Linked DNA regions of Macaca mulatta: region 1 is linked to region 2. Evidence: chromatin contacts called from public Hi-C data. All regions are on one chromosome and are shown on one strand. The core of a region is the stretch at or near the end of the contact, and the rest is flanking DNA. Distances in the headings are between cores, read along the strand shown.

Region 1 (3,483 bases), core at 466-2,965, 350 kb before region 2:
TTCATGCTTCCTACTGCGCCTTTCCTCTTCGGAGACAGAAAGAGATATCCACTTTGCTCAAACCAATATGCTATATACAATTAATGTCATTAACGCTGCCAATTAATAGTAAATAGGATTCCAAAGAAAGTAGGCTGGGTGGACAGCAGGAGGGAAAACCACGTTGGTGGTGATGGGGAGGGGGTGCTGAGTTACTCTGAAAATCTATCAATGCTACTCACGTAGGACAGTTACGGGTATTTTGAACACAAACTCCCTTTTCCTGTGGCTGTACTAGTTTAACTAACTTCAAACAGACATGCTCCACTGAGCCCCTTGCCTGGATATGCAATTCTCACCAGGAACTTTTTAAAACACAGATCCCCAAACAGTAACTAACGGGGCATAGATGCTCCAACTGCTGACACATTTTGGATCTCGCTGTTTGTTTGCTTATTTGGATTTGAGGGTTTTCTTCTTTATTTTTCTTTTTCCTTTGGGAGGGGCATGGAGGGGAGGGAAAGATGAGAGCGGAGGGCAGAGCGGGAGACCCACAAGTTGCCGAGCGGAGGGCGCAGCCCGGGAGGCGGGGAGGCGGGGAGGCGGCGGCCGCGCTCCTCTGGGCTCGGCCCGGCCTAGCTACTCGCGCGGAGCCGGAGCCGGAGCCGGAGCCGGCCCCTCCGCGACACATTCCGGGCCTGGCGCTAGCTCCGCGCTCCCCGCCCCCGGCCTCCTCCTCCTGCTCCTCGCCTCCTCCCCCTGCTCGCCGCCTTCCCTCCCCCTCCCCAGCCTTATTCCCTTCCTCGAGAGCAGCTGCCAGGGGACCTGCGGCGGCCCCGGGGATCCCCGGCCCCCCACCCTCGCTGCTGCTCCCGTCACACGGCAGCGCCTTCGCATCTCTGTTTGTTTCTCTTTTTCTTTTTCTCCTTTTCTGTTTCTTTCTTCTTTTTTTCTTTTTTTTTTTTTTTTTTTTTTTGTCAGCGAGTCACTCTATTCGCCGAGCCGAGGAGGTGCGACTGCTCAGAGAGCCCGGCCGCCGCCAGAGCCGCTCGCTGCCGCAGCCGCCGCGGGGACAATGCGCGGGGCCCCGGGCGAGCGCTGCGCCCAGACGAGGTCCCCGCGGGCTCGCGGCCCAGGAGGCGGGCGGGCGGCGGAGCTGGGCCCTCGGCGGCGGAGGCGGCGGCGGCGGCGGCGGCGGGAGCAGCGGCCCGGCGGCAGGTTCAATAAACAGAAAAGTGTTACCGTTCTCGCCTGGAAGGATCCTGCTGAAAGCTGGGCTTGGTGGGCGCCATCTTCCTGCTATTTTTTTTCCTCTCTTACTTTTTGCCTTTCTCCCCCCTCCCGGGTGGGGGGCGTGGGCGGGCGGGGGTGTGCGTGTGCGTGGGGTGGCGGGAGAGTGCGGCCGTGCGCGGCGCTCTGGGCTGCCCGGCGGGCGGCGGCCGGGGCTGGGGCCGTGGCCGTGGCCGTGGCCGTGGCGGCGGCGGCGGCGGCGGCGGCGGCCGTGCTGTTGAGGCGGGGAGGCTACGGAAAAGTAGTGGGGCCAGAGCCTCGCCGGCGGCCGGTCGTCCCCTCGCGCCGCCGGTGCTCCCAGGCGTGGGTCGCCGCCTCCTCCGCCGCCTGCGCCTTCTCCTCCCGCTGCTCGCCGGGCGCCGCCGCCGTCCATGCGCCGCAGAGCGCCCGCGGCCCGGGCCGCCCCGGCTCCCGAGGCATGCCCGGCGCGGAGACAGGCGACCGGCGGCGGCGGAGAAGGAGGAGGAGGGGGAGGCGGCGGCGGCGGGGGGAGGCGGCGGCGCGGTCCCGCGGGCTGCCCGGCCCAGGGCCCCGCCGCCTCCAGGTTCTCACCCCCGCGCCACCACCCGCGCCCCCCCCGTCACCCCTTTCTACCACCCGGAGCCACCCGGTGGCAGGTGGGGCGCACACCCTCCCGGCGGGGGGCGCGGGGTCTAGGCCAGGAGGAGCGGGGAAGGGGAGGACACGCAGGGGGTTCCAGCTTGACCGCTGTGAAAGTATTTCTGGGCATTTTCCAGCTGCTTTGCTCCAGAGCGCTCTCTCGCACGCAGACACACACACCCCCCCTTGTCTCTCTCTCTCTCTCAATCTCTCTCTCTCGCTCGCTCGCTCTCTCTCTCTCGCTCTCGTTGGGGGACTGGAAGGCTCGGCTGCCGGCGCAACAACGCCACTCAGTTGCAGTTTCAAACACTTCCCTTCTCTGGAGTATTGCAGCCAGGAAGAAAGAAAGAAACAGCAAAAGGAACTGGGAGGCCACGGGAGCGAGCTGGGGCAGGACACAGTCCCGGGAGCTCCTTGGGGGCAGCGGAAATCAATGCGGGTGGGGGGTGCGCTGGCCCAAGAGCCCCGTGGGCGGCGCAGCAACAGCACAAGCACCTTGTGGCTCTGGGGCTCTCAGCAGCGTTCCCAAAGCCGGAGCATCTGCATCAGTCACGGACGTACAGGAGTGCAGACCCCAGGGTTCACAGGTGAATCCCCGCGTCTTTAAACTCACATATGGAAGCCCCTCCCGACTCGGGTCCTGGGACCTGGGACCGGACTGCGCCCTCTGGGATCTAGCCCAGCCGCACCCCGGTTTGACAGTTCAGCAAGGCCTAGAGAAAGGCTGGCTACTCAGTCCAGGGCCCGCGCTAGAATCCTGTTACCTGGGTAGACCCTGGTCAGTGCGTTTTCTCCACTAAACCAATCAGAAGCGTGTGGACAGCTTTTTACGCAGAGACTTGGGTCAGTCATGTGTCAACCAGGCAAGTAGAAAGGACTCCCAAAGCATTTCCACTTTGAATGAATGAAAGCGCCTGATGGAAAACATCAGTCCTGTGTGAGGTTCTGCATTTGACTTTAAACTTACGAAAAAAAATAAAGACCTGAAAAGGGGTCCTCCATTCAGTCTCTACGACTCCAGTAAAGTAGGGCTGGGAGTTGGAAACTTCCAACGAACACATAAATGTTTTTCGTGGTAGAGGTGTTTAATCTGCATGATGGTGTTTTAAGTTCTCTTTGGAGTACACTCTACAGGTAGGAGAGAATGAGAAATGAACTGGAGTGGAGAGTGTTATGGACAAGATATACATGGGCTGGCAGAGAAGGGAAAAAGTTGCCAGTTCAAAGTGTTGGCTCCAGGACACCCAGTCTAGGGGGTTTCTGCCCCAAGATGACAAATAAGAGAAGCTTGTAGTCTCCCAACAGGCCACTCTTTGCTTGAAAAACCCCCACTCCTGTCACTCCCGCGGCGGACTCCTCAAAAGTACTTAAAAATAATTTTTTGGTAAAATGATATGTCACCATTCACTTAACAAATCCAGATGGAAACAAATCCAAGCGGAAACTAAGTCTGTCCCTCAGAACCCCACAATCCTGTTGAGGTGCCAGAGGACAGGGGACTCCTGACTCAGACCCTACCTGCAACACCTACCAATGACCTTGCCCTACACGGCTCACTCTCTGCCCCCCTCCCCCTATTTTAACTAAAAGACAGTAACAGGTGTCATCATGTCT
Region 2 (3,502 bases), core at 343-2,842:
CCAGTTTGATAGTCACGTGGACATAAAACCAAGGAAATATATGCCGTGACGCAAACAGATATCCTGGTACAAGAAAAAGTGGGAAAGATCATAAGCACATTCAAAGGCTTAAATGTCCAGAGTGGTTCAATCTTAGCAGTATCAAATCATGAACACAGACTTTCGATCACCTGATGGAAATATTGTTAGTTTTTGCCAGGTCCACTGAGTTCCATTAGTCTTGTGATGTTCATGAATAAGTAGAAAGGACAAAAAGAGTTAGATTATTTTCTGGCCTAAGTTTTGTTTTTTCACAAGGCATAAATTCATATAATAAATATTTATTGAGTAGTATTTGTCAAGCCTATAGATACAAAAGTTAACAATATACAATCCTTATCCTCAAACAGTTTATATTCTATTATGTAAAGGAGATAAGAAAACAGGTAGCTTTACAAGACCCAGCAAAGAATAAATATGTAATTAGGGTTTAGTGCATAACACAGAGTGGTGGGGCCTTAAGCAAACTAAACGGTGATATGCCTTGACCAATGGGATTCAAGGTTTTTTTTAAAAAAAAATTATTTAAGAATTACGCTGGCCAAGTAAAAACAAGGCTAAATTAGCTGGGTGTGGTGGCACGCACATATAGTCCTAGCTACTCGGAAAGCTGAGGTGGGAAGACTGCCTGAGCCCAGGAGTGAGCTATGATCGTACCACTGCACTCCAGCCTGGGCAATAGAGCAAGACTCTGCCTTTAAAATAAAATAAAATACAAACAAGACGGATTTTTATAGTCTGTATAAGTGCTGGATAGGGGTTGTGGGAGCCCATGCTGGGATCCAGGTTCAGCAGAGCCTAGCAGGGAGCTTGTGGAGAAAGAACTGATTTGTACATGGGCCTGAAGATACTCTTACATTATAGTATGAAGCAGGGAGCCACAAGCAGCTCAGTGTGGCTAGGGCAGGATGCAAGCAAGAAAGACAGCAGCTATGGCTACACAGGACTTGACCCCAAGAACCATGAAAGAGTGATGGAAGAATATGCCAGTGACATGGGAGAGTGGCTGGTGCAAATCTGTGATCTAGAAATCTTTCTAGCTATTGCATATAGTGTTGATTTTAAAAGGGCAGACTGGAGACAAGGAAGCCATTTAGGAAGCTGCTGTGGTAATACAGGCCAGATGTTTCTGCATGCTCATATTTTTTTTAATTAAAAAAGGTATGCTTTTCCTTCTAAGTGAATAGAAGAAAAAAATGGACAAAATCTTCTGTCTTTTTAAGTTTCTCTCAGTGCGTGAGAGAAGCATGTGCCAGAATTTAGTTCTTTGGCTGTTCTGATGATAAATACCAGAGGTTATTAGTCAGGAGTCTCCAAATGTGAAAGACATATTGAACTGATGAACTTTTACTCCCACTGTCATTTTAAAGAGATGGTATATATGCTGATGAATAAGACACTTGACGACACTTTTTCTTCACACAAAAGATTTTTACTACCCTAAGAAAAAGAAAACTTGCCTTTTTACAAGGGCAGGAGGAAGAATGTGTGTTCAGCCAGAAAAGCCAAGGCTTGAAAAGTCACCTGCTATCTGCCTCAGGCCATCTCTGCCCAGGCTCCACTCTGAGCTGTGCCCAGAACCACTCTCCATTCTCAGAGGGGCTCCTGGGGGAGAAGAAAGCCATGATCCTCCGAGTAGTTTCTCTTCTCCTCTCCACAATGCCATCCACAGAGGATGGGCAGATGTACCTGTCCTCAAAATATATCTTTAAAATGCCACATATACCAAGAATTGGAAGATTTCTATGAGTAAGCATTTAAGAACCTCCTGAAAACTTGATAAGACATTAGATAGCCATCAAAATGAAGACTAAGCAATCACATGGACAATACATAGATCATGCCACAAAAAATGAAGATTCCAAATTGTATCTATGATAAAATTACATATGTATAAGTAAATAGTCTTAGTACTTAGAAAAAGACTGCAAAAAAAACACAACAAAATGTTAACATAATTTGTACAGGGTTGAACTTGGAGTTACCATGGTCTGATCTTAGGGAACAAGCTCTGGGTGCTTTAGTTTTCTAAAATATAAAATGGAAATAATACTATCTAACTTCTAGGTGGCTGTGAGACTTAGAGATAATGAATGTAAAGCATTGAAACACTGAGAATTGGAGATAATAAATATAAAGCATTAAAGCAGTGCCAGGCAATGAGTGAGACTAAAAAAATTATTATGAATTTTAAAATTCATTTTCTCTATTTTCCAAATATTCTATGTAATAGATGGTACTTTGTGACATTTTCAGGTGATAAGGGTTCTTTATTGTTGAGGTTCTCTGAATTCCTCAAGGGCAGACACCAGGTTTCCTTTGCCGTATGCTTCTACCCAGCAAAGGTCTGCGCACAGAGGACTCTCTAAAACATAAATGCTGCTGTATGAGACATGGGGAAGAGTAAGCCCAGACTGAGAATCCAATGATTGGGTATTCCTGTTGCCTCAAGTGTGTGCCCTTGGATGAGTCATTTAACCCATCAGGGCTTCTGTTTCCTTATTTATCATCCAGGCATTTGGACTCAATATTTCCCAGCCCTTGAACACTTTGGTTTTACCTTCTCTAAGCCAGGCAGTTAAGCATAGGCAGCTTGGGAGAATTTTGATTTATTTTAAATCAGAGAATGTTCAAAAGGGGAAGAATCCCAAAGGCTATCTAACCACTCATCTACCCAAGGGCAGCTCTGTCTCTCAACCATCCCAGGCAGATGTGTCCCTTCTATTTTTAACCACCTCAAGGGAAGTCTCTTCTAAGGTCTCATCCTGAGTCCGCAACATTTCTTCTCAGGAATTTAAGAACTCTGTGAAGAACAGTGTAAGCTTCCCACTGCTTCGCATTCTTTTGCCAAGTCATCCCTCCAGTGTATGGGTTGGAAATCAGAAGCACTGTGAGAATATTCCAACAAAATCCACACATCCAATCAATCAGCAAGCCCTGACCATTTATTTCCGCTTCTTCATCTCTCCATATTGACTAACACTGCCTTAGATTAAGGCTTTCATTGTCATCCCTTGCCAGGTTAACTAGAATCACAGCCCTCCTCAAAACTAGACTTACTCCTTATTTGTTGTATGCCTATGAAGGTGCAGATGGTGTCTTAAGCTTGAAGGATATGGCTATAAAGAAGACAGACATGGTCCCTGCTCTCACAGAACTCACAGTCATATGTGTGTGTGTGTGTGTGTGTGTGTGTGTGTGTGTGTGTGTGTGTGCGTGCGTACGTGTGCTGGGGTGGAGGCGGGGGACACTATGTAAACAAGGAATTGCAGTCAGCTGTGTCAAGGGAATTATGACATGGTGTAGAACGGGACTGTTGACAAGCAAGGGCTCTGGAGCTGGACAGCCTGGGTTCAAATCCTGACTCCTCCATCGCCCACTGTGTAGCTTTGGCCAACCTCTGTGTACTCAGTTACTTCATCTATAGATGAGGGGAAATGTTAATGCCCACTTTATGGGGTTG

Evidence for each region. A called contact is a pair of places that touch in the nucleus more often than the background predicts.
Region 1: a Hi-C map of fibroblasts shows a contact between it and region 2, with 6 times the contacts expected there. The contact joins the promoter of NPAS3 here to the enhancer-like site in region 2. A contact is called at or near these places in 3 of 14 Hi-C or Micro-C datasets (fetal cortex germinal zone, fetal cortical plate and fibroblasts).

What each region holds. Positions count from the first base shown.
Region 1 is chr7:106,051,926-106,055,408 of T2T-MMU8v2.0, reverse strand. NPAS3 (neuronal PAS domain protein 3) reads right to left here and starts at 1,715. Exons shown (of 11, transcript XM_028851486.2): 1 at 1,222-1,715. The coding sequence starts at 1,271.
Region 2 is chr7:105,697,126-105,700,627 of T2T-MMU8v2.0, reverse strand. All of the region lies in intron 5 of AKAP6 (A-kinase anchoring protein 6), which reads right to left. Among named protein-coding and RNA genes, the nearest start is that of AKAP6, 270 kb to the right of the region's middle. Within about 2 kb of position 1,592, at least 2 of the 40 cell types and tissues checked have an H3K27ac peak or open chromatin away from gene starts, as enhancers often do.